Linked DNA regions of Arachis hypogaea: region 1 is linked to region 2. A link is a contact called in public Hi-C data. All regions are on one chromosome and are shown on one strand. Each heading gives the region's core, a stretch centred on a gene start, on an enhancer-like site or on the middle of the called end of the contact. The rest is flanking DNA. Distances are from core to core; before and after follow the strand shown. Region 1 holds the start of LOC112770676 (probable CCR4-associated factor 1 homolog 9). Region 2 has its middle 4.6 kb from the start of LOC112769476.

What was found. A called contact is a pair of places that touch in the nucleus more often than the background predicts.
Region 1: a contact with region 2 is called in a Hi-C map of an unstated tissue, with 6 times the contacts expected there. The contact joins the promoter of LOC112770676 here to the enhancer-like site in region 2. A contact is called at or near these places in 2 of 8 Hi-C or Micro-C datasets (leaf and an unstated tissue).

What each region holds. Positions count from the first base shown.
Region 1 is chr18:6,676,960-6,683,784 of arahy.Tifrunner.gnm2.J5K5, reverse strand. It overlaps LOC112770676 (probable CCR4-associated factor 1 homolog 9), which reads right to left and starts at 3,412. Exons shown (of 1, transcript XM_025815017.3): 1 at 1,711-3,412. The coding sequence starts at 2,653. The coding sequence ends at 1,796.
Region 2 is chr18:6,638,973-6,646,438 of arahy.Tifrunner.gnm2.J5K5, reverse strand. No RefSeq gene overlaps it. Among protein-coding and RNA genes, the nearest start is that of LOC112769476, 4.6 kb to the left of the region's middle. Within about 2 kb of position 2,733, at least 2 of the 3 cell types and tissues checked have open chromatin away from gene starts, as enhancers often do.

The DNA of each region.
Region 1 (6,825 bases), core at 2,163-4,662, 37 kb before region 2:
ATGCAAGTCGGGTCAGGTGCAGGGTCCTGGCACCCTTGCCCCAAGTAAGTCGGATATCTTAAACCATACAGTTTTTGGACTAGATTTCTTTGAATCTGGACAACTTTAAAGCCCACTAAGGATGGACCAACCCTTTTGGACTATGATCTGGTTACTGGATCATCATACAAACAATACTTTTTTTTTCTTCTAATTTTTTTAAAAAAGCATTCTCCTTGGTATCACAGCTTCCAATTCAGCTATGCTTTGGTACTTATTGATACCAACTGATTGATGAGGAAGCAGGTACAGTGACCATGGAGGTTTGGTGAAGAAGTAATTGAAGAAGTAGCTAGAAGCCTAGAACACTTATTGAGGAGTTTATTGCGAGGCTAGGTTATTTCTTGTAGTGATCTGTTCTCTAGATTGGGTTGTAGTCCAGCCCAAAACTGTGACAAAAAAAAAATGGCATTCTCAACTGGAACTATTGAACTAAGTCTTTCAACAGAAAATTTGTTCATAGACAAGGCTTGAATTAAACACTTTATTTAATGAAAATTAATTACGTTTCATTTGAGCTAATCATGTTGGTGCTTCAGTATTTTATATTTTTTACTTGGAACAGATTAAAATAAATAAAAATCCCCTTGTTATTTAATTAGGAGTATATTTCCAGTTCTCTTATTGTAATTTTTTTTTCTTCTTGAAAATTTGAATGGTGAACCAAGCAACCAGGCCAGACTGCATTCTCTACCTCGTTATCAGTAAGTGGTTAGAAGAGTTTGATTAAACTGTCCAAAAAAAAAAAAAATCCGAAGGGAAGAGAAGAGTTTTAAGTCATGGTAGACTACTTTATGATTATTTCAGATCCTGTATGCAAAAGGGTTTGATGGCGGCTGATTATTCAAGCTCTTTGTTGGTCATACTTTGACAAAACAATACTGTTGCTACTAATTATATAATCCCAAGTCAAAGTGATAACATACATGATACATTGAATATTGAGACCTTCGAATTAATCCACGTGAAACTTTCGCATAAAGAATCTTCTTGCACATTATGATTGCTTAATAATACGCGTGGCTGTGGATATATATGCCAAGCTGCCCCCACCATTCTACTTTCTCCTCGTTAGAGTAACACAATTGCGTTATGAAAATTAGTTTTAGATATATTATAAATTTATAATGCTAATTTCATTTTTAACAAAGTTAATATGTTGATAGGCACGAACAAGTTAATGCTCGACCAAATAATACTTGTTTCTAAACCAACAGAATTTGATATATAATTTTGTAAGGGAAAAAATGGAAAAATAAATGAAGGAATCTCGATTGGAAAACAGTGAAGAAACCTTTATATGCAAGCCCACAGTTTTCAGGTCGCAACTAGTTTTATAGGGGTGGTATGGACTGTATCCACTGCACACTACACACTCGGATTTTAAGTGCTAAAAGACAATCTTGCATGTCACATCATCTTCCACACACACTCCTATTCCCTTAGCTTTATCTATTATATGCTGTTTATAGCATTATTTTGCGTATATAATCAACTTTATCCCTAAATTGTCAATTAGTGCTTCTTTGATTGTCTAAATTCGCCGCATCTCTAGTCTCCTAATCCTTTGATATCTCTTCGTCACGAAGAAAACAATTGAATAATAGTAATCATGAACGCCTTTCAGATTCCAGTTAATTTGTCAATATAATAATTTACAGGGAGACATCATTTTACGAAACAAATAAAACAATCAATGGAATATATTTTTTATTTATATATAAATAAATAAATAACAATGTTCATTTTGTTTGAATTATGAACAAGGCATTTCCAAGCCGAACAAGACGCCGGCGTGCTTCTGGGGCCCATCATTGACGAAATAAATATCACGCATCCTCTGAAACGCGTGCCACGTCAGCAAGCTATCAGAGCCGGCCTGGTGGCACTTACCGACGGCCCGATCCACATTCAAGGTTCGGGCGACCCGATCCAAACCGCCATAGAGGGCCTTACAGTACCTCATCATGTGTTTCACATCGTAAACGTTATCACCGAAGAAAACCCTCAGAACCCGCAAGAACTCTTCCAACCCGTTTGGTAACGCCCTTCGGGTCAAGATCTTAACCAAGTACCCGAAATCGTAAGCGCTGTGGAACGTTACCCAGCTCACGGCGTCGTTGCACACCATCCCCGACGACATCATCAGCTCCGCGAACCGCCTTGACTCCACACCGTCTTCGGCGTTGCGCCGGAAATCGATGCCCTGGCAGCGGAGCAGCTCGATCGAGTCAGGGGCGTGTGCGTCACGCGCCAGATCAAAGTCGCTGAAGTTGAACTCCCAGATATAGCGGTTACCGGTGCCGAGATCCGGTAGGTTGCCGTTCTCGTCGGATAGAGTGAGTCCAACTTGGATGAGGTTGAGTGCGTCGACGTTGGACTTGAGGAGGAGGTAGTGATCGGAGGGGCTGAGGCGTCGCCCGAGGTAAGGGTTGGACGGATCTGTAGGCTGCGGACGGAAGATTACTCCGGGGAACTCCGTGTCCATGGAAATGAAGGGGTAGTTATCGATGACTTCTCTGATGAGTTCAAATTCGGATTCCAAATTGGAGGCCCACACCTCACGGATGACGATGGGCTTGGGTTTCGTTTCATCTTCAATGGCCACACCCATGCTTTCTAATCAGAAGGTTGCGTTTTCCTTTTTTTCTTTATCTTTATTTTTGGTTGGGGCTGAAAAATTGGAAGTTGTCAATGTGTTATGGTTGTGGTTTAGGGTGAGGGGGTGAGAGGTGTGGTTTTATATGAGAAAAGTGGGATAGAGGAGCGAGGATGTTGCTTGGAAAGTGAGGAAACGTCAAACACTCAAACGTGATGCGTGAGAGTGGTGATGTGAGAGAGAGAGTGGTTATTGGTTAGTGTCATGTGAGTGTGTGTGGGTGTGTATTTGTGCGTGAATCGGTGCGTGGAGTGGGGTTGTTTCTTTCTTCTTTTTAGTGGTGGGTGTTAATGTTTTATACAAAACAAAAGCAAGTGTATTATTATCCTAATTTTTATTTTTATGTAACTTAAGTATGAGGAGTGTCAAGTTGTCTACGTTCAACGCGTCCAGAAGAAGGAGAAGGAGAAAGAGAATTAGAGAAACTTTGACCGCCAAGGGTGTAAACTAATCTAATACGGATGCTGAGTCAGTCAATGAATTGTTGCTCAGACTTGGTCTATATTTGGGTCCTCATCTTCCTTTTATAACAAAAAAGAAAAAAGAAACATATTGTGCTACTGTTGTTGTGTTTTCATTATTTTGGTCAACACTTACGCATTCAGTGTAAGTTGACCAGAAACTTTAATGACTTGCGCCTTCCTTCTATTTATTTTCCAACAAATTAAGCAATTTTGTTATTTGTTACTAATATTCATTATTCAACATGTACCTACTGCCTATCAATATCATATCAGTTTCGCTGTTGTCTATTCTAACATGTAATTAGGAATATATATGGTTTAGTTAATTCAAAAATTTAATTTATTTTTTGGTTAATTAAAAATTTAATTTTAATTAATTAATTAAATTAATTTTATATGATAAAATTACTTATTAATTGGTTATAAAATTTAAAAATTAACTTTTAACTAGTTATAAAAATAAAAACCAATTTTAAAAAATAACTGATTTTTGAATAGAAAAATTAGTTTTTGGAAAAACAAAATCAGTTTTTGGACAAAAAATCAATTTTTGGACTAAAAAATTGGTTTTCTAAAAAAAACCATTTTTTAAAAATTGAATTTTTAATCTTAAAATTGAAATTAAAATCTTTTAAAATTTTATTTTAGTTTTGGTTAACTGATTAAAAATCAATTTTTTTAAATTTGGTTTTGATTAATCAATTTTTAAAAATGTAGAATATAATTTTTAAAATTGTTTTGTTAAATTAGTTAAATAAAATATGGTTATAATTTTTTAATCGGTTAATTACATTTTGGTATTTTAATGTACACCCCTACCTATAATTTAACATAAATATAAATGCCTACTTTTTACTTTTAAAGGAATTTAATTTTTCTAATGTCAAAAAAATTATTCAAACATTCAATCATATATTACTATATTATAAAGAAATATTTGTCAATGAATTACTTAAATAATTATCTAAATAAACAATTTTGATTAGATAAAATTAGTACATCAATTGATTTTACAAATAGGTGTATTTTTCATTTTTTAGATTTATAAAATAAAATATGGAATAAATTTTTCAATAAACATAAAAAATTAAAAAATATACTTATGTTTTTTTTTTTTTTCAAAAGTAGATTATTGTATTTTTTTAAAATAAAAGAAAAATTAGTCTCAATTAAGGCAATAGTATTCAAAATAAGAATTGGGTTCTCCCACTTGCAACTGCAATAAATAATTAGAATAAATTGAAAAAGGAGAAAGTGGATTTCATGGAATGAAAGAGAAAATAGATTTTAAATGTGGAATTGCTTATTAATGTTTGGATATTTTTAGTGATTTTTATATGTTTTTTTAATAGTTTTTTTTAGGTTTAAATCAAAATTCTTATGTTTTTAGTGAAGTTTTTATGACTAGTCATGTATTTGGAATTGTTTTAGAATGATTGTATTTTTAAGAATTTCAAGTCCAGCGTAAGTCAATCAAGTTCAGCGCCCAACTTCAAGCATCCAAGTCCAACGTCAGGAACTGACGCCCAAACCTCCAAGCCCAGCACCTTCGATGGTGCTCAAGGGCTAGCTCCCTACTTCCATTATTCAAACCCGGCATCCAACGAATGAAGGCCACAACATGGGCGCCCAGCGCCAACTCCCGGAACCCAGCTTCAAGTGATTTTTCACATTCAGTGGCCCACAAATGCATTCAAGTTAGGCGCCAATCATCCAAGTCCAGCGCCAAGTCTAATATCTTTTCTCGGGAAGCTCCAATTCAACTCAAAGATTCAAGATTTGAATGATTAGTTAGCATTAACTTCTTCTTTCGCTTGTTAAAATTTAGTTTTAGATTATATTTGAATTATTTTTTTATCTGTCTTATTCTTAAAAAGATAAGATTAGATTTAGTTTTTGAATTTGAATTCTAGGTTAGAAGTAAAATATAAATAAGTGAATGTATAGTTCACAAAGAAGACATCGAAGGATAACTATATCCATCCAGCTTCTCATTAATTTTAAGGTTGTTTTCTTTATCATGAGCAATTAAACCTCTCTTGTTAAGTAGTAGGAGCACTATTAATTTTATAGATTGGTAATGTAAGTATTTTTTTTTTTTTATTAATGCAGTAACACTTTTTCTAAAATTGAGTCTCGTTCTTCATCTTTAATGATTAGAAGTATTGTAAAATATTTAAATTTTGTTTTGGATTCTGTTATTACTTTAAAAAATTTAATATTGGAATTAACTTGAAACTCTTTCTCATAATTTTCAACTTGGCTAGGAATATTATTTTGAAAATTGTGCGGATTTAAATTGAAATCGTGCTTAATCTTTTTTTTCTTAATTAATTGACTAAGGAATTGGATATTAAATAAGTTAAAGAGAAATTAAATTATCAAGTAATTGAAATTTTGTTATATATGATTTGCCATGAAAGTGTTTTTGTACGAGTCAAAATAAGAAAACATAAGTATTACTTTTTTTAAAAGTTAAACATCTCCAAAATCTTTAATATCTCATTAATTAATTACTTCCTTAAATTCATAAGCATTCTATCATTCAGAATCAAACACTCTCCTTCATTGTTCCTTATTATTTCAAGATTCTACTTCAAGATTTACATCTTGTTAAGATTTGATTGATCTAATTAGAATGTTTAATTATAAGTTGCTTGATTCAATCTTTTAATCTTTCATGGAAATAATATCTACTCATCGTGGTATTACTTGGAGCGATTTGATGCACAATATTCGAGTGTATCAAATTTTTTAGCTCATCACTCAGTCTATGACACTCTACCATGCGCCCTATTGACCATCTCCTGCCACCAAGCTTCAAAATTTGAAAACTCATTTTGTACAATCGAGTTATCAATGGGGGCATATCTCTAGATTTCAGGAGCTGGGACACACCACCTCAAATAATGCATGACCGATTCATTCTCTTCTCTACAGCGAGGACAAAGCGCATGGGTTGATGGAAACTAATGGTTGAGGATATCTATCACATGTAATTTTTCGTCAATAGCTCTCCATATGAATATCTTCTCTTTCGATGAGATTTTGAGTCTTCAAAATCATTTGCATATGACTAGATTTTTCATGACAGAGGAAAGTTGTTCAACAGGAACGTGGAAAAAGCTATAGGCAACTCAATACCCATATGTAACTTCATACTATTTGAGGTTATTCTATGATCATTGGATTCTATCTCTGCCTTCTTCATTCACCTAGATGGAAAGGATGTAGTCTGCAATTTTCGGTGGAAATAGATTATTGATCATCTCAAAATTTCATCTTCTATCCACTATAAGTAAGTCCCTCACTCAATAAACTCATGTGCCTGGATTGTTGTTGAATATAATCTGAAATGGATGAGGGCGGAAAGAGCCAAGAATCTTGTCAAAATCAAATGTTCTCTCTACTCCTAGCACTTTATCTCAAACCCTTTTATGATATCTTCCCGTCCTCCAAAATAATTTGTCAATTCCAGGATAGGTGGACTCCTTTATCAATGTGCAATGGGTTGGTATATTTACCTTTAAGCATTTGTGCAAGAAGTGAATTGAAATTTGTTGTTATACGCAAGAATTATTTTTCAAGTAATGCCAAATTTCATGCTTTGAGGTCCTTGAAGCTTAATCTACCCTTGTAGTTTAGGCTTCATCATGTAATCCC
Region 2 (7,466 bases), core at 1,484-3,983:
TCCGGGTTTAAAAATCTAACGGATCAGGCCTGTTATGAAAATTATTTTAACTTTATTACAAACCAATAACAACAATTTCAGCTAATTATTTGGCTGCAGTGACAATAGCAACCCAACCATCCAATACCCTATCAAAGCGACCATCCAAATTGTACAAAACAAGTTACTAACAACCCATGAGGAGGATCACAGCCATCAATTACAAACACACCAAAAACAACCACATATCATGCACGGTCTATCAAAACAAATTATCCCAAACTTCCTGCGTTAACATCATCTATCAACAACGATGGCAATATTGGAAACTGATGTAAAATACAATAAATAAACCCATAATTACATTTAGTTTGCACAAAACAGCATACCACACATGTTGCACCTCAAGTGCATCAACCCTTTTCTTATATCTATACAGCATATAATACCTTGTTAGAGTGTCCTAAATGCAATTTTGTCGTCTGGATTTAAAAATCTAACGGTCCAGGTCTGTTATAAAAATTATTTTAACTTTATTACAAACTAATAACAACAATTTTAGCTAACTCTTTGGCTGCAGTGACAATAGCAACAGCAATAATTAGAAACTGACGACACTGGAAAAAAATTGAAGAATAACCATCCAATATACTATTAAAGTAACCATCCAACAAATATCAACCCATTTTCAACAATGGTCAGCCAGTTTACGTCACGTTGCATGCACATGGTCCACACGGGAAGGGACAAAAAAGATTTAAATTTAACTGCTATATAAACACGATCCCAAATATTTTCGACCTTTTTCGCGCCAAAATTAAATCACCAAGCATATCAAGAACCTAAACTAACTACATACTCCACAGTCTCTGCTATAATAAACAGCAACCACGGCTTTTTCACCATGGGTCATCAGGGATTTAATCAACAAAATATATTTACATTCAAACATGCAACATCGATTACCAATCCAAATATGAACAACAAAAGCCACTTACATTGGATGGTTATGATTCTTCTAGAGATGATGTTCTTTGTGTTTTCGGTGAACTGTTGACGAGCAGGCAGGTGTTTTTTTCCGGGTCGGCTGCTCCGCTGATAGGAGAGGAAGGCGCCCACGCGAGGAGAACTCTGTTGCTGCTCGGTTCGTCCGTGAGGACTCCTTCGTTGTGTTCCTGGTCGGCGGCGTCGTGCCCAGCGGCTCGGTTGCAGAGACGGCGTGATGTTCAGGACCAAGAGAACGCCGTCCTTGATGCCAACAATGAGGATTATTGCGTTGAGAGGTGACCTTCCTCGGTTGCAAAAGAATTTGGGTGTGTGCAAAGATTGGGGGAGGGTTTGGGTTCTGCGCGGTTAGTGTGCAAAGATTGGGAGGGTTTGGGTTTGGGGGGAGGGGGTGGGGGTGGAATGATGAAACAAAAGGGTTGGATAATTTGGGGAAAAAGTGAAAATATAAGAAATGGTGTGGTATGTTAAATTAAACAACCATAATAATATTAGGGTTAATTTCCTCTATTAATATTAATTGGGCCTAATAAATTAACCCATTATATATATTGTATACATATTTTATTGTCTCCTAACGGTGCTCTTATTTTATCTGTATGTGTACACGCATATATTCTTGAAATTTCTTGAGACGTCATCCTATACATGCATGCCCCGTAAATTTGCATTCAATTTAACGTTGCTAATTGTAGTTTTTATTTTATACTGGAATGTTGCTTAGCCTCCATAATAAAGGGAATGTATGAAACTCTTGTCTGATAATTTATTAAAAATATTATTTTTACACTAAAATTAATTATTAAAATAAATTATTATATATTTATATTTAAATATATATATATAATTTAATTTTTTTAATATATATTTTATATTTTAATATATTTTATTTTAATAATTAATTTTAATATACACATAGTGGGATTAAATTCAAAATTCTGATGCAAAATAATAGGTAATTAATACTTATTGTTTACCTACACGGTGGCAGTGATTTCACTGATTTGTATTAGAAAAAGAAGAATGGCTAGCACGATTTACGCGTGCGTGCCAGCAATCCCATTATTGTATTACAGAAATTGCTCTTATTATAAAATAGTAATATGATAGGATTATAGAAAAGGCGGCGACCAAGTGGTTGATTATTCATTTTTAACACACATGATAACCTTGCCTAAATTTAGATACCATGAAATGAATCATGTTGTGTCAAATATCTATCCATATGATATACGTAAAGGGTACCCCACTTGGCTTCATCATGATATAGAACAAGCCCAATTCTATGAATTGTTTTTTCATTACTATTGGAAAAATGGAGTTAGAAAATATAATTTTGAATATTATTTAAGTTATTCACTTATTTGTACTATTTATAAATCTTATGACAACAAAAAACACAAGCCTAAGAATATTTAGTAATAACAAATTTGAGTCTGGTAGGTTTTAGCTAGAATATGCGACAGTTATATAACAGATTCTAAGAGAATATATTAATCCCAGTGATTGTAATTATTTTGTGTTGTTTTAGAGATAGGATATATGCTTTATTAATTTATGAGATTAAAAAAAAAAGATTTGCCGACTCAGCAAAGTACTCGTATTATTTATTAATTAATTCAACGCATGGTTTCAACGACCAACCTCAAATTAAATATTCTTATGAAGACTCAACTGGAGTATTTGCAATATGGGCACGTGCAGTTTGTTCTTCTTATGAAGAAAATGTCAACTTCAACTTTAGGTAGTGGTAATATTTTAAAGTATATATATTGCAAAGTGCATATATAAAATAACTAAATGGGGATTAACAACATGATTATAGTGTGCATGCATAAACCTGAAGTTATTAGTGATGCAACTTCGTTCTTTGTTTTCAAGTGAAAGGAAACATCCAACAATTAACTTGGCCGTCCGCCAACCATCTTTATGAAATTAAAAACCATAATAAATAAATAATTTTTTTTTTATTTCTTAATTAGTCTGCTTCTATGTCATAGAAAAACAAAGGAAACAAATTTTAAGTAGCAGGAGTTAAGTTAGTTAGATGAGTTTGAAAAAGAAGCACATATAAAAATCAATTAGATAATTGGAATTGGATCATACAATTTTTTATTAAGAGACTTGAAAATAATTAAAATTTTAATCCTTAAAAAATATAATAAAAGAAAATGATATAGTTATTCCTATTTTTAATAATATTATTCTATACATAATATTTTGTATTGTATGTTTGCATAAATTTATTAAAAAAAAAAAGATGACATTATTAAATTAAAATAATTGATACTTATGACTTATGATTGCTCTAATAAAATCGAATTATACTTTGTTATTGGACAAATTTAGTAACGGCAAAAACTACCTTTACAAAACAGTAAGTAATAAGGAAGAGAGGTAGCTAGAGTGATTTTTCAAACCTTTCAAAACTTGATTCTAAACTATATCTTTTAAACTAGTTTGCAGGTATTCAATATCCATGCCAAAAAGTGATGAAGATAAACAATCATCAACAAAAACAAAATAATAGAGAGAGATATATAAGAAATTCATAACAATACAATAACAGTTAAAGACTTGCAATTAGTACACATATATCATATATGGACTTAATGAAAGTTATAAGTAGTTGAAATTATATCATCATTAAGTTTCTACATTAAGTAAATAATTAACAAAATAATAAACATCTCATGTCATAAAACCACTTTTCTCAAAAGCTTAAGCTGATTTTGGAATTCACCAAGGATCGAACTCTTGACCTTTTGTATCTAGAATTCTAATACTATATCATAAAACCACTCATCCCAAAAGCGTAACTTGACAGGACAATATAACACTAATGGTCATATCTCTAATACTTCCTAAACTTCCATTGTACACATTATATGGTTAGGCTATTGGCTCCCAATACTTATTCTATTTAATTTACCATACGGCACTACAACTACTCCTTTGATCTGATAAAAGGCCTTGTAAAACATATTGAGGGAAATTTTGGAAGAAATTTAAACAAAACATGTTGTATATGCAAAAGACAAAATTGGGTGATGGGTCCGCATGATTCTGATCAATAAACAAAGCATATATAATCATGTTTATATTATAAATCAAATCTCCTGATCTTCAATTCCCTTCATCATACACAAGAATTGAATACAAGATACAAGGAAGAAAATAATATAAATAAATATAATCTAGGTACTATTATTAATGAACAAGCAGTAACAAATGAGAAATAAAATAATCTGAAAGAGATACATGCATGAACTTTATTTTTGAAGTTGGTAGCTAGCTATGGAATTGGGTTGTTGATCTTCTCGTTCTTGAGGATATCAAGAAGGACCCTACTGTTGCAGTTGGGGCACTTAGGGTTGGGATCAGCACCTGAAAGAAGAACATACATCAAGCACCCAAGACAACCTACCAGCACCATTGGCTTTGCTTCTTCTGATGAAGAAGACACGCACGACATCTCTGATGACGCATTCGAAGATTCCAATGATGATGATTCATCCGTTGTTGTTGTTGATGATGATGCTGGGAAACACATCAGCTTCAGATTCAGTTCCAACTCTGCACCACTCTTTGCTGTGTCCCCTTTCATCTGCTTAAGAAAATTAAACATGAGTAATCAATCATCCAAAGAAAAGAAAGATAGATTGATTGATTGATTGAGATGTTTACCTGCTTGCGGAAAGACAATATGAATAGAAGAAGGTTTTGTGTGAGTGATTCTGATTCATACGGTGATTGTTATATAGTTGAATTGAATAATGGGGGCATAGAAATATGGAAACAAGATTTAATGGAAGGTAAATGTCAAGAACATTATACCACGCGCAATGCAATGTATTCAGTAGATACGATGATAGTTTATGGTGTGCCAGCTACCCCTTTCATTAATTGCTAAACATGCTTCTTTTTATCCCATTTTGACACGCTATTATTCATCTAATTATAAGCTTCAAACTTCAAACAGTTACTTTTATAATATTTCTTAGTTCTAATCTAGTAAAATTTGAAAGATCTAGAAGTCTCTTCTTTGTTTACAATGGGATAACGTGACAACATATTAGTATTTAATGCATTTAAATTTGAACAAGTTAATGATAAAAACTAAATTAAAAACTTTTTAAATTTTGTTAGATCAAAATTAACAGAAAAAATTTATAACGTCATTTTAATTTATTTCTTATAACCCTTTCTACTACTATAAGTACTTATTTAATATCTTTTGTTTTGATAAAATCTATCTCTCCATATATATATATATATATATATATATATATATATATATAATCCCGTTACGTTACCAACAGTATTTCTGCCAACTTCTACTAACTCATATATAGCTGTGTTTAATGAAAATGTCTTTGTGGATGTATCTAATAAAAATGTCTTTTTTATGGCTGTATTTAATAAAAGTATCTTTATCAATATATTTTCTGTATGTATCTCTTTATATATGTATTTAAAATATAATAACTAACTATTATTAATAATAAGTTAGCAGATAATATATTAGTACCCTATATTTTTCATATATATATATATATATATATATACTTTTCTTAAAATATCATTTTGTGAAAAAGTAAGTAAATAAATAAAGCAAAATTCATCTGATATTCTATTAATACCAATATATTTTTTCCACAATGCCGATAGTCTTTTATACATCATCACGGATCTTAATTAATTAAAGCATTGTACATGTTAAGTGGAGAGAATAGACCAAAAGTCTCCTTAGTATTTATGGAATGATGATAATATATAGTGAACGATGATACAAAAACATGGCCGGGGGATATACATCTGGAATCAGGAATAATCAAAGCATTAATATAATAGATATTTTGTTTTGAGGCCAATATCATCCATAAATTGCGAAATTTGACCATTCTTCAGTTAGAGAGTTTGACAAGATACGAATTGTCATCATAAATAATTAAAATTTGCACCTACATTTGGTTGAGTTATAATCATACATATATACAAAAAGTCTTAGGTGTCTTTGTTGAGTTTCTCGTATTAATTTTCCTTTATATTTTTAGTTAGTCCACAATTTGTGCTCATATTGCGTGCTGTTTCTAAGTTCCAATTACTAATATTGATCATAGAGTAGTCATATGTTAATTGGGAAATTGATCCTCTCTAGTGAAAAAAATACTTGAGAAAATAAAATATAATTTTTTATCTTTAATTCTTTAAATAGGACTAAAATTAAATAGGAGAGAAAACAATAAAAAATTAGATTAAACACTAGACAGTATTCAATTTTTTTTTTCACTAAAAATGATCCACTCCCTCCAACATATATAAACTTGTTTTACCTTTTATGTGTTGAAATTAACTTCCAACTTGATAAATAAAGTACGCAGATAGTACAAAAACAAAAGAAAAGAAAAATTAATGAAATCAACAGAATATTTTGCACACATTGAAAATAGTATATATGACCAATGTCAGTCATGATAATTTTATAAATAACAACTAACAACTAATTAATCCTCTTATCTTTGTATGTGCACTTAGAGATAAAAGATGATCTAGAGAAGTTAAACATGAGAAGTGTCAGCAGCAACAAATTTTGTGATTTGTAATTATCAATTAGTTATTATTGATATTTTTAATGGTGTGAAATTTCATCTAATAATAATATAGAATTACTCACTTTTCTTTTGTTGATTAACTACCGACCAGATTTTAATAAAAATGTTCGCCCGCTAGACTTTCTCATTAAACATTCCAGTTAGACAATAATTATTGTTAGCTAGCTAGGTGTTTTAAAAAGATTTAATTATAATTAGCTCTTTGTAAGTTTCGATATATATTTTGAATATTTGAATAAAAATAGTACGGAGAGAACCCTAATCCAAATAAGTGGTTTATTGAATGAAGATTGAAGAGTATCAATAGATTGAGGATGTTAATTATTTGCAGCTAAAGTTAGTTCAAATTAAACTTGGGTTACCAACTCAGTAAATACCTTACAACTCAATTCATTGAATTGCTAATTAATTAAAATGGAGTAGATTGGCATGATCAAAAACTCATCAACCGCAACTACTGCTTTTGAAGCTAGTGATCATTCAAGAAAGCAGATTGTTAGTTTCTGAATTATATAGGCTCTAAAACTGGTGGCCATGCTGTAGATGAATGCAAATATATAATGTTGATGTACCAAATCTTTCATGATAATCACATTTAATTTGATAACTCCTCTTAAAGAGCCAGACCTAAGCAATAATAGTATATAAGAGAGAGTAAAAGAAGGATGACGATTCTTAAAGAACTTTTTATTTTTAATATTGGAGTGGTAGTGGTGTTTTTTTTAAATGTGGATTGTTGGGGTGTTATACTCAAATGTGGAATCGTTTAACTAGAGAAGCAGAAATCAGACCGTCCGATTTATTAGAGGTACAAAAATCGGACCGTCCAATTTCTAGAGGTACACAAATTGGACCGTCCGATTTGTA